Linked DNA regions of Sus scrofa: region 1 is linked to region 2. Evidence: chromatin contacts called from public HiChIP or PLAC-seq data. All regions are on one chromosome and are shown on one strand. Each heading gives the region's core, a stretch centred on a gene start, on an enhancer-like site or on the middle of the called end of the contact. The rest is flanking DNA. Distances are from core to core; before and after follow the strand shown.

Region 1 (6,928 bases), core at 3,028-5,527, 170 kb before region 2:
ACTGCAGCAATTTCTTTTTCGATCCACCTCCTAGAGTAATGAAAATAAAAACAAAAGTAAATAAATGGGACCTGATTAAACTGAAAAGCAGTTGCACAGCAAAGGAAACCATTAACAACAACAACAACAACAACAACAAAAGACAACATAGAGAATGGGAAAGAAATCTTAACCAAGAAAGCAACCGACCAGGGATTAATCTCCAAAGCATATAAACATCTCATACAGCTTTCTATCAAAAAGACAAACACCACAATTCAAAAACGGGCAGAAGATCTAAGCAGACATGTCTCCAAATAAGACAGACAGGGCCAAAAAGCACCTGAAAAGAGGCTCTGCATCAATGATTATCAGAGAAATGCAAATCCGAAGCACAAGGAGGTCTCACCTCAAGCTAGTCAGAACGATCATCATCAAAAAGGTTTGTGATTCATTTTGAATTCATTTTTGTGCCTGGTGTAAGGTCTAGATTCTTTTTTCCTCGTTGGTTGTTTTTTGCATGTGGCTATCCAGTTGTCCCAGCACCTTTGATTGAAGAGACTCTCTTTGATGCATTGCAAGGGTGTCTCTGCTCTTGTAACACACGACTCACTATACTGGCCTGTCTGTCTCTCCAGACTCAGGGGCAGTGGTTTGCCCAATGTCCTCCCCTCTCCTACGAACCCAAAAAGAACTGCTGATTTTTCCATCCATTTAGCCTTCTACTTGTTATTGAGATGAAGTGGTGACTTCCAAGCACATTATGTGCAGAACCAGTAACCCTGGAGTCCTCTGATATTTTTTATTGGTCTTTTTAGGGCCATACCCACAGCATATGGAAGGTCCCAGGCTAGCAGTTGAGTTGGAGCTGCAGCTGTTGGCCTACAGCCACAGCCACGCCAGATCTGAGTCGAATCTGTGACCTACACTGCAGCATGCGGCAATACCAGATCCTTAACCCGATGAGTGCAAGGCCAGGGATTGAACCCCAGTCCTCATGGATACTAGTTGGGTTCGTTACCACTAAGCCACGGCAGGAATGCCGAGTCCTCTGATGATTGTTAACCGCAGCAGGGAGCTGGTGGGGCCAGGCGGTGGTGATGCAATTCCAAGAAAAATCTGCAATAATTAGAGACTGACAACTTTACATCTAAAAGGAACATTAGGGAGAAGCTAGGAAAATCATCTCCTATATTAGATGAGGAAGAAACAGAGCACTAGGGGCGTACCTTGCTGTGGGTTCACACTTGGTGAGTGACGGAGCACTAGGACCCCGGGGAGGGGGCCTCAAGATCCTGATTTCCTTCCAGTCACCACCGCCCCCACTCCCCCAGGAGGCAGGGACCCTGGGTCTGTCCGTCTTTGCCTGTTTAGTGCTGAATACTTATCTGGCAGGTAGCAGACCTGCAGGGGATGTTGGCTGAATAATCACAGGAAATAATGAATGTTCTTTTCTAAAGGCTAGAGATGCCGATCTAAAAATGATCAGGAGCTTGGGCTTATCAGACACAACTTAGAATAGATTTACAAGGAGATCCTGCTGAATAGCATTGAGAACTTTGTCTAGATACTCATGTTGCAACAGAACAAATGGTGGGGGAAAAAATGTAATTGTAATGTATACATGTAAGGATAACCTGACCCCTTTGCTGTACAGTGGGAAAATAAAAAAATTAAAAAAAAAAATAAAAAAATGATCTGGATTGATTTGATTTGATTTTATAAATGTTTTTGATCAGAGGTGATTTACAATGTTGTGCCAACTTCTGTTGTACAGCAAAGTGACCCAGTCATACATATATATATATTCTTTTTTTCATATTATCTCCCATCTTGGTCTATTCCAAGAGACTGGATATAGTTCCCTGTGCTGCACAATAGGACCCCATTGCTTATTTATTCTAAAGTTCATGGTTTGCATCTACTAACCCCAAACTCCTAATCCATGCATTCAAACCGGATGGATTTAAACTGATTTCTGGGGCTCCCTGGTAGCCTAGTGGTTAAGGACCTGGCATTGTCACTGCTGTGGCTGGGGTTCAATCCCTGGCTCAGGAACTTCTGCATGCTGTGGCCACAGAAAACAAAAAACAAAAAACAAAAAACAAAAACCTGACTTCTAAGCTACAAACTTAATTTCTATGCCAAATTAATTAAGGCATAGCAATATAAGGGATGCTAATGCTGGCTACTACATGGGGCAGGGATGGCATCTGGCATTTTCTCTGTACTGTTGATGATTCCAACTCTCAGAAAATTGGGATGAAAGGGCAAATAAGGCAGGTGAAAAAAACTCCACAAGGAACAATCTTAGTGCTGTGGGTAACTGCAGCAGAAAGTTGACTGTCAGGCAATGACTAGGAACAAGAAGACAAAAGAAAGCAGTTGCAAAGACAGGAAGAAGGGGAGGAAATTGTGGAAGCACCTGATTCTGAACATGAATCATTAGATAAGATGGAATGAGGTTTATATTTACACATAATCCTTCCAAAAGGATTTAGTTTAGAAAGCACATGGAGTTCCTGTCGTGGTTCAGTGGAAACCAATCTGATGAGGAACTATAAGGTTGAGGGTTCGATCCCTGGCCTCACTCAGTGGGGTAAGGATCCAGCATTGCTGTGAGCTGTGGTGTAGGTCACAGACATGGCTCATATCTGGCATTGCTGTGGCTGTGATGTAGGCAGGCAGCTGTAGCTCTGAATAAACCACTAGCCTGGGAACCTCCACATGCCACAGGTGCAGCCCTAGAAAGGACAAAAAAAAAAAAAAAAAAAAAAGAATTATCCTTGGTGAATCTAAATGCTTCTTTTGAATTATTATGGAATAATTCTACTTTAAGCTTTTTAAATGAAAATTCCAGCCCAGGATACAAAGAACTAGGACATTCTCTTTAAGTTGGTCATGAGCTCTTATTAGAATTGTCTCGCCCTTCAATTATGATACAAAGCAAACAGATTTAAATATGGCTCGACTGTTGAAAAGAAAAACCATAGATGTCTTTATGAAACTATGGATATGCAATGTAACCTCCTACTTAAGGAACCCCTTCACATGAAACCAAAAAAGACAATGAAGAAATCTACATTTTACAGCAGTAAAAGTTACCAGGACATTTTTTTTTTCCCTCCAATAACTAGAAAGAATAATAACCATTTAATAATATATATATTTTTTTTCATTTTAGGGCTGCATCTACGGCAGATGAGGGATCCCAGGCTCGAGGTTGAATCAGAGCTGCAGCTGCCAGCCTACACCTCAGCCACAGCAACACCAGATCCAAGCCTCATCTGCAACCTGCACCACAGCTCACAGCAACGCCGGATCCTTAGCCCGCTGAGCAAGGCCAGGGATCGAACCCGAGTCCTCATGGACATGAGTTAGGTTCTTAACCAGCTAAGCCATAAGAGGAACTCCATAATAGTATATTTAATAATTATAATACAGTAGCACAAGATCTCCTCCCATTATTCTGTAGGTTAACATATTTTGTTTATCTGCAGAAAAAACTATGTTGCAATTGTGATTTTCTTAAATTTTAGGGAGAAGATATCTTAAGTTAAAACTGAGATCACTGAACCACCAGCTCAGCATTGCTGCTCCTACACAAGACACACAAAATTCTCGGCCACTACATCCCCTTAGAAACATTCATCTTGTCCATTTTAATTTTTTTATATATGCAATGATTTTTTTTTTTTTGGTCTTTTTGTCATTTTCTTGGGCCATTCCTGAGGCATATCGAGGTTCCAAGGCTAGGGGTTGAATTAGAGCTGTAGCCACCCGCCTACGCCAGAGCCACAGCAACGCGGAATCCGAGCTGCATCTGCAACCTACACCACAGCTCATGGCAATGCCGGATCCTTAACCCACTGAGCAAGGCCAGGGATCGAACCTGCAACCTCATGGTTCCTAGTTGGATTCGTTAACCACTGCACCACGACGGGAACTCCTATATAATGATTTTTATTTTTTTCCTTATAGCTCGTATACAGTCATCGTGTCCATTGTCAAAGCACTATTGTCTTCAATACTCAGAAGCAATGCTTTACTGAAGTAAAATATTTTACTGGATGTTTCCGAAGTGTTTATGTATTTATTTATTTATTTTGCTTTTCAAGGGCAGACTCCAGACACAAGGAAGGGCATATCTGAGACCCAAGACAAAGACAGAAGTCGGTGTTGCCTGGTGGAGGGTGAGTGTCGCAAAGAAAGTGAAGAATGTGACCAGCAGATGACTGTCTGCCTCCTCCCTCCCTTCACAAGGCCCTCAGCTCCTCGCAGGACAGGCTAAGGATGTGACCAGCGGATAAAGCAATGACTCAGGCATACTACTTCCGGAAATAGACCCAAGGAAGTGACCAGGAGTGGGTACAAGGATGCGTGTACCAGGATGGTGGTTATAAATGTATAAAACTGGAACTACCCACGCAGGGCGAAATGTAGAAGAATGGGTACATAAATGACGCAGGAAAACCAGGGTTGAAACTAATGGGCGATTTGAACTTTTTCATGTTTTATTTTTGTTGTTGTATGACTTTTTTAGTTAAATTTATTTTTTTTCAGTAGGGCACAGATGATTTCCAGTGTTGTGTCTTCCCATCACAGTCTATCCCAAGAGACTGGATATAATTCTCTGTGCCGTATAGCAGGATCCCATTGCTTATCCATTCTAAATGGAATAGTTTGCATCTACTAACCCCAAACTCCCCGTCCATCCCACTCCCTTCCCCCTCCCCCGGCAACATGTTAGACACACACACACACAGAATATCAGAAAGGTAATAAACAGACCAGAACATTAATTCTCTCCCAACTCAGACATAACTCTCTTCCCCTCTCTATTTCCAAAGGTTCCACCACAGGCAGGAACTACTTCTGTAATTGCCAAAACAATCATGTACTAACAGAGAGGAAGGTAACAGGTCCTTCTGAAACCCCCAGGCTTAGATTTGGCCAAAAAATCAAGACTGGAAGTTTGCCCATGGGCATGTGGAATAAGATTCCCTTGTGCATTTCTTCTAAACCCACGGTACGCATTTCTTGGTGATAAACACGGGAGCTGACCCAGAGTTTTGTCAACATCCTCTATAACCTGCAACACGGACCTTCTCAAACTTGACCCCAGGTGGGCCCCGATCACGGAACTGCCTGGATCAACCCACCCCCAGCAACCAGCACGGAATCCACCTGTGAAAGCCCCTTCTTGACTCCATTCTCCCTTGGGGCTTCTCTTTTGCCAGTTAAACATTTTCCGCTTGGAGACTTTCGTTGTCTCCTGGATAAAGGATTATATAAACTTGAGGGACAACCCCTGCATCTATAGCACAATGTCTGGCTCAGAACAAGGACCCCTAAATCCTGGATAAATGGATAGGTAAAGGAATGAGTGAGTAAATGAATAAGCTAATGAATGAGTGACTAAGAGAGTGAGTGAATGAATGAGTAAATGAGTGAGTGCATGAATCAGTGAATGAGTGAGTGCATGAAGCAAGTAAACAGGCAAGCAATGGAATCCCTACTGTTCATCCCACTCTTAGACCCCGTCCCATTCCCAATCAACTCTATTTCTTAGTAGGAGGCATAAAGGAAAAGTTAGGACCACTTTCTCCTTGAGGCTATAGCTCCTAACTCATCCTGTCTTTCCTAAAACGTGAAGCGATGATGCAGAATATTAACATGCGTGCGTTGCAGGGGAAACAGGGAGAAATGGTCAAGGATTCACCTGGGACATAGTGTAACAGAGACAAAACAGGGGGACAATTCCTGTCATCTAGCCGTGGACCATGTCGCTACAAGTCCCGCTAAGAAGGGTCACTTCCTTCATTGCCAAGGTCAGAAGATACAGAATCTGACGACACAGGATCAAGGTGTTAAGCCATCAGGTAATGAGCAGCATGGTCACAGCCGGGACTCAGGATTACACCTTGGCTAGACTGAGAAGCCAGTGGTCCTGGCTGATAACATTCAGTGTGCCTGTGAGGCGAGGGGCAGCTGTCCTTTGGGGGTTATTGCTGCGGCAGAGAAAACAGAACCAGAGCCAACGAAAAGGGAAAGAGCCGAACACCTCAGTTGGCACAAGCCATCTTCTACCATACCCAGTATGATGATGAAAAGAGGGTAAGACCCACACCCTCACTGGCAGAGGAAGGCAGGCGTGATGCTCAGAGCTCTGGGGCACCCTGCGCACCTGGTCCTCGGCAGGATTCCACTGGCATCCTCATCAGCAGATGAGAAGACTGAGTAAGGGTACGACCTGGGATAAATACTCAAGCCTAGCTTGACCTCTTAAAATGCCTTTCAAAAAGCAGAACAGGCACCCTCTTGGGCAGCCAACATAAAATCAAGAGGGAAATACGAAGGTGAGGGCATGATGAAGTAAGAAAGTGACATGGAAGCGCCTTGAAAACGGAAGTGTGTTATTTCACCCAGGCAGGGAACCTACATATTGCAAAGGGATGCAGGTATAGGGGCCCACGGTCTATATGAGGTCTTCCTGTGCTGCCTGAATAGCTCTGGGGTGGCTCCCCACCCCCTCGTCCACAGGAAAATGAGCTGAAACTGAAGGCAACATAGCACAGCGTGAAGCAATGACTAACAGATGTCTGTCCGGATACACACTACAGAGACTTAATGGTGCGTTCTTTAAAATTAAGAAGCATGGGAGTTCCTGCTGTGGTTCGGTAGGTTAAGAGCCCGACTGGCATCCATGAGGATGTGAGTTCAATCCCTAGTCTTGCTCAGTGGGTTAAGGATCTGGTGTTGCTGCAAGCTGCGGCGTAGGTCACAGATGTGGCTCAGATCTGGCATGGCTGTGGCTATGGCTGCAGTGTAGGCTGGCACCCACAACTCCAATTCAACAACCCCTAGCCTGGGAACGTCCATGTGCTGCAGATGCAGCCATAGAAAGAAAAATAAATACATATATCAATAATAAAATAACATTAAGACA
Region 2 (6,887 bases), core at 3,584-6,083:
CAACTTACTGAGTCAGATATCAATGATTTTTTTTTTTTTCTTTTTAGGGACACACATGCAGCACATGGAAGTCCCACCAGTTAGGGGTCGAATCAGAGCTGCGGCTGCTGGCCTGAGCCACAGCTATGGCAATGCTTAACTCACTGAGCAAGGCCAGGGTTCAAACCCGCAACCCCATGGTTACTAGTTGGGTTCGTTACCACTGAGCCACAATGGGAACTCCTCAATGATTAATTTAAACAATTATAGCTGATTTGCAGTGTTCTAGTTCTGCTGTACAGCAAAGTGACCCAGTTATACATACATATACATTCTTTTTCTCACTTTTTCCTCCATCATGTTCCACCACAAGTAATTGGATATAGTTCCCTGTGCTCTACAGCAGGATCTCATTGCTTATCCACCTCAGATGCAAGAGTTGGCATCTACCAATCCCCAGCTCCCAGTCCATCCCACTCCTTTCCCCTCGCTTTTGACAACTATGAGTCTGTTCTCCACTTCCAAGAGTTTGTTTCTTTTCTATAGATAGGTTCATTTGTGCCATATATTAGATTCCAGATATAAGTGATATCATGTGGTATTTGCCTTCCTCTCTCTGACTTACTTCACTTGGTATGAGAATCTCTAGTTGCATCCATGTTGCTGCAAATGGCATTATTTTGTTCTTTTTTATGGCTGAGTAGTATTCCATTGTGTATATGTACCACATCTTCTCAATCCATCTGTCAAGGGACATTTAAGTTGTTTCTATGTCTTGGCTATGATGAACAGTGCTGCAATGAGCACAGGGGTGCATGTATCTTTTTGAATGAAAGTTTTGTCCAGATACATGCCCACGAGTGGGATTGCTGGATCATATTTTTATAAATATTTTGTCAAGCTGCCTGTCAATCATATGTTATGAATCTATGAGATGTGCAGGGGAAAACTTCTTGGAGTAAAACTGCATCATCAGTATGGCATTTCTGCAAGACCTCAACCCGTTTACTTGGCAGTATTAAGTTTGTTCACTTATCAAGTCAATCTGAATAATTTCTCAAATGCTTATTAACATGCTAGGCTAAAGCAGATACTATCCTTGCCCTTAGAAGTGGTCACTCACCAAAGATTTAACTTTCAGACTCACAGACTTTGAAAAACTTATGGTTACCAAATGGGACAGGTGGTGGGGGAGGGATGGACTGGGGGTTTGGGACCGGCATATGCACACTGAGGTCTATGGAAGGATTGGCCAACAGGGACCTGCTACAGAGCACAGAGAACTCTACACAGTATTCTGTGATCATTTATGTGGGAAAAGAATCTGAAAGAGAAGGGATGTGTGTATATGTATCACAGAATCACTTTGTCGGACAGAAGAAATGACCACAGCACTGTAAATTAACTCTACTTCAATTAAACTCAAAAATAAATAAATAAGAAAGGTTTAATGCTGAAGTACCTTGAAGGCTAGGAAGAGAAAATAAACAGTGTTATGAAAGTTTATAATTGGAGCACCACCCACTTCTGGGAAGTTCAAGGACAGGCTCCCTGAACATATGATAGCGGAGCTGAATTCTCAAGGCTTGAAAGGGATTCACTGTGCAAAGAAGTTGAGGATGGAAGAAGGGTGAGCAGGGTGAGGTTAGAAGATTATTCCAGGCTGTCAGAACAGCATGTTCAAAGACCTGGTGGCAGGTGCATCCTCGTTACTTTTAGGGCAATGAAAAGCATCAGGTCGCACATCTGGGACAATCTGAGCAACGAAATATATAATGATAGTAATAGATTATATCAAAGACTAAAATCAATATCCATCAGGCCAGAGCCATAATCAACAACTGAATAAATAAAGGAACGGGAAGGAGTTTCTGTTGTGGCACAGTGGAAACGAAACTAACAAGTAATCATGAGGTTGCGGGTTCGATCCCTGCCCTTGCTCAGTGGGTTAAGGATGCAGCATTGCTATAGGCTGTGGTGTAGGTTGCAGATGTGGCACGGATCCTGTGTTGCTGTGGCTGAGGCAATGGCTGGTGGCTGTAGCTTCAATTTGACCCCTAGCCTAGGAAACTTCACATGCCACAGGTGTGGTCCTAAAAAGCAAAAATAAAATAAAAATAAAGGAATGGGAAGAATAGCTATTCTTCACAGTATAATTCCATTTAGTATATGGAAAAAGGATAATGGGCATAGAAATTCACCATTTAAAGAACATCACAGTGGAGTTCCCATCATGGTTCAGTGGTTAACAAATCCGACTAGGAACCATGAGGTTGTGGATTTGATTCCTGGCCTTGCTCAGTGGGTTAAGGATCCAGCATTGCCAAGAGCTGTGGTGTAGGTTGCAGACGCAGCTTGGATCCTGCGTGGCTGTGGCTCTGGCGTAGGCCAGTGGCTGCAGCTCCGATTGGACCCCTATCCTGGGAACCTCCATATGCCGCAGGAGTGGCCCAAGAAAAGACAAAAAATAAAATAAAATAAAATAAAATAAAGAACATCACAGTAATAATTATTGCATCCAAGAATCCTGAACTGGTGATAAAAAAATAAGTGGCAGGCAAAATATGATGAGAAATATCTTACCTAAATTCCAAAATCTCTCTTCTCTCAATAATGAGTTCAATATTGACAATAGAGACTCCTGGCATATACTGTGGTGTAGGTCGCAGATGTGGCTCAGATCTGGAGTTGCTGTGGCTGTGGTGTAGGCCAGCAGCTGTTGCTTCAATTTGACCCCCTAGCCTGGGAACCTCCATGTGCCATGGATGCGGTCCGAAAAAGACAAAAGACAAAAAACAAAAATAAAAACAAACAAAAAAACAAACACCCACCTCCCCCCAGTATTGCATGTTATGGACGAAGAATGTCGCCTGTTCAGTAAACAAAGGATGTGTGGCTACCAAGCCATCAGCCACCCCGACCAGTGCAGCCTGAAGGAAATTCAGGGTGGAGAAAAACAGGGTACTGATTGTAGATAGTCAGGATGCACATCAAAGGAATAATTTTGAGATTTCAAGCCCAGACTCTTGCCTCTTCCCAGACACAGAAAAGCACTAAATGCATTCATTTAAGATGTCTGTTTTTTCTTTAACTAGTAGTACTCTTTTGATATCCTACTACCCTGTTTGGGTTTTTTTTTGGGGGGGGGGTTGTTTTGTTTGGTTGGTTGGTTTGTTTGTTTCAAAAACTACTGCATATCCTCGCTCTTTCCTTGCCTCTGTGGAGCAATCCCTCAGAGCAATCTGAGAGGCTATATCCTGGACGTAAGTCCTCAATCAGTCTGCCGAATCAAATATAATTCTCAGCTTTTAGGTTGTGCATTTATCTTTTTTTTTTTTTTTTTAACAGCCTTACCCTTGGCACACGGCATATGGAAGTTCCTGGCCTAGGGGCTGAATGGGAGCTGCAGCTGAGGGCTATGCCTTAGCCATGGCAACCCTGGATCCAAGCCACACTGCAACCTACACCACAGCTCGTGGCAACGCAGGACCCTTAACCCACTGAGGGAGGCTCGGGATGGAACTTGGGTGCTCAGAGACAACATTGGGTCCTTAACCCAACTCTGGGTTGCACATTATTTAAAATCAACACTATTAACATTAATTTCCTGGTTTTGATCATTATACTCTGGTTATGTAAGATATTCACATTTAGGGAAGTTGGGTGAAGGGTATAGGAAAGATCTTTGTACTTTTTTTTTTTTGTCTTTTTGCATTTTCTATGCTCCCGTGGCATATGGAGGTTCCCAGGCTAGGGGTCTAATCGGAGCTATAGCCATTGGCCTATGCCAGAGCCACAGCAATGCAGGATCCAAGCCGCCTCTGCAACCTACACCACAGCTCTTGGCAATGCCAGATCCTTAACCCACTGAGCAAGGCCAGGGATTGAACCTGCAACCTTATGGTTCCTAGTCGGATTCATTAACCACTGAGCCATGACGGGAACTCCAGGGAAGTTGGGTGAAGGGTATAGGAAAGATCTTTGTACTATTTTTGCAACGTTTTTGTATGTCTGAAATTATCTTAAAATGAGCAGTTAAAGAAATAAGGAGTTAAAGGAAGAAAAAGTGAGTCAGCTGAACCACAGAAAGGGAGAAGAGGCTGGTGAGGTGGCAGGTTGAGACCACACAGGAATTTGTAGTCGATGTCAGAAACTGGAGTTTCAGAGTTCCCATTGTGGCTCAGCGGAGACGAATCTGACTAGCATCCATGGGGGTACAGGTTTGATCCCTGGCCTCGCTCAGTGTGTGGAGGGTCTGAGGTTGCCATGAGCTGTGGTGTGGGTTGCGGACTTGGCTCAGATCTGCTGTGGCTGTGGCTGTGTCCCGCGGCTGCAGCTCTGATTCAACCCTTGGCTTGGAAGCTTCATATGTTGCAGGTGCGGCCCTAAAAAGATCAAAAAAAAAAAAAAAAAAAAAAAAAGAAAAGAAAAAAAGAAAGAAAAAAGGAAAAACAAAACAGAAAAGGCAGTTGGATTTGAGAGGAAATGAAGCTCAGAGGCAACCTCTGAGGCAGAGAGAAAAATTGGTCATTGAAGCAACTTTCGGGCAGGACAGTTGGAGAGAGACATGTGAAGGAAAGAGTTATGATTTATCCTATAAAATATAAAAAGTGAGTTATAAATAAAGTTCTGTGTGAGCAGGGAGAAGAGTGGCTGAGAATGGATTTCAGAATGGATAGAGATGAGCTCGGAAGAATGGATGGGATCTGTTCGGCTGATGCAGGAAAATCTTCAGAAGTTCTGCAGGAATAGTGCTCTGTTCCTTTAACTGGTGGTGGGTCTGGTCCCCACTGGGCCAGCAAACAGGAAGTTAGTCAACTACCTGGTCTCTATAAGTGGGACAGAGACAGTGTGTTTTCGGTTCCTCAACTGGTCTTTCTTTGCTCTTTTCCCTACTTGGGTACAATTTGACCTTTATCCATAGCACGTAATGTTCCAGATTCTTCCTCTTTCCCCTCTTCCGCAACCACCTTCCACCCAAAGTCCCCCAACCCTCCAGCAGGGCACTGCAGACTATTTGAAAGGTGATGGTTCTTTCAAAAATTACTTGTTGTTCACATGCTGTCTTTTTTTTTTTTTTTTCTTTTTAGGACAGCACCTGTACAGCAAAGTACCTGTACCAGAAGTTCCAGGGCTAGTGGTCAAACTGGTGCTGCAGCTGAGGCCCACACCACAGCCCCAGCAGCACTGGATCAGAGACACAACTTGTGGCAGTGCCAGATCCTTAACCTGCTGATCGAGGCCAGGGATCAAACCTCAAGGACACTCTAAGGGGTTCTTAACCCACTGAGCTACAACGGAACTTCTTGTTGATGACTTTTTAAAAAATGGGATAATTTTAGTGGAAAGTCTTGTTAAAACATTTATTAAACTAGCAAGGAGAAGCTGGTAATTGAAATGACAACAAATAGTACAGGAGCATCAAAATCCATGAAATGCTTAGGGACAAATTTAGCAAAATGGACACAACATCTGAATAGTAAGAATTACAGAATGTTTCAGAGAGAAATGAAAGAGACCTAAATAAATAGAGAGAAATATTATATTCCTGCATTGGGAGGTACTGTTTTCATATCAGTTCTTTCCAAAGTGATCTATGGAATCAATATTCCCTCCGTAAAAGTTCCAGCAGGTTTTAAAAACATACCAATTGACAAGCTGATTCTAAAATTTATATAGAAATGCAGAAGATCTGTAGTAGCTAAAACAGTTTTGAATAGAAGAGCAAAGTCAGAGGTCTTATATTGTTGCCCTTAAGATCCTTAGGGGATTGCTTTCAGGGTGCCCCACAGATACCCAAATCCATGGACGTTCAGGTCCTTTTTCTTTTTTTTTTTTTTTTGTCTTTTTGCCATTTCTAGGGCGGCACCCTCGGCATAGGGAGGTTCCCAGGCTAGGGGTCGAATCAGAGCTGTAGCCACCGGCCTACGCCAGAGCCACAGCAACTCGGGATCCAAGCCACTTCTGCAACCTACGCCACAGCTCACAGCAACACCGGATCCTTAACCCACTGAGCAAGGCCAGGGATTGAACCTGCAACCTCATGGTCCCTAGTCGGATTCGTTAACCACTGAGCCATGATGGGAACTCCTCAAGTCCCTTTTATAGAATTGTATCATATACACACATAATCTAGGCAAATCCTCCCATATATTTTAAATCATCTCTGTATTACTGACAATGCAATGTCAATGCTATGTAAACAGTTGCCCATGCACAGCAAATTTAAGTTTTGATTTTTGGAACCTTCTGGAATTGCTTTTAAGAATATGCTCAGGAGTTCCCATTGTGGTGCAGCAGAAACTAGTATCGAGACTAGTATCCATGAAGATTCGGGTTCGATCCTTGGACTCGATCAGTGGGTTAAGGATCTGGTGTTGCTGTGGCTGTGGTGTAGGCCAGCAGCTGCAGCTCCAATTCAACCCCTAGCCTGGGAACTTCCAGCTGCCTCCAGTGAGGCCCTAAAAAAAAAAAAAAAAAAAAAAAGATATTGGAAGACATTGGAGGACTGGACAGAGCAATCTTGAGAAAGAAAAGCAGAGCTGGAGGAATCAGGCTGCAGCTCTGAGTTGACCCCTAGCCTGAGCATTTCCATATGCTGCAGGTACAGCGCCCCCTCAAAAAAAAGAATGGGCAATTAGCACATGAGAGGGTCCTTCAGGTCAAGAGGTAGAGAGAAATGCAAATGAAAAGCACAAGAGAACAACTACCCACCCATTAGAATGTCTTAAAGAGGTAGATGGAAACTATTCCAGTTAGAATGGAAAAGCAATGAGGTCCTACTGCACAGAACAAGGAACTCTAGCCAGTCTCTTGGGATAGAACATGATGGGGGATAGTAATGAGAAAAAGAATGTGTGTGTATACATATATGTATGTGACTGAGTCTCTATGCTATATAGCAAAAA

Evidence for each region. HiChIP or PLAC-seq counts read pairs in DNA pulled down with a chosen protein or histone mark.
Region 1: a contact with region 2 is called in an H3K27ac HiChIP or PLAC-seq map of alveolar macrophages. The contact joins two enhancer-like sites. A contact is called at or near these places in 1 of 47 Hi-C or Micro-C datasets (skeletal muscle) and 2 of 2 datasets of contacts at active chromatin or transcription factors (alveolar macrophages and skeletal muscle).

What each region holds. Positions count from the first base shown.
Region 1 is chr10:41,324,995-41,331,922 of Sscrofa11.1, reverse strand. All of the region lies in intron 3 of SVIL (supervillin), which reads right to left. Among named protein-coding and RNA genes, the nearest start is that of SVIL, 150 kb to the right of the region's middle. Within about 2 kb of position 4,277, at least 1 of the 83 cell types and tissues checked has an H3K27ac peak or open chromatin away from gene starts, as enhancers often do. A contact at or near this core is called in alveolar macrophages, where this site is marked.
Region 2 is chr10:41,154,542-41,161,428 of Sscrofa11.1, reverse strand. No RefSeq gene overlaps it. Among named protein-coding and RNA genes, the nearest start is that of SVIL, 18 kb to the left of the region's middle. Within about 2 kb of position 4,833, at least 1 of the 83 cell types and tissues checked has an H3K27ac peak or open chromatin away from gene starts, as enhancers often do. A contact at or near this core is called in alveolar macrophages, where this site is marked.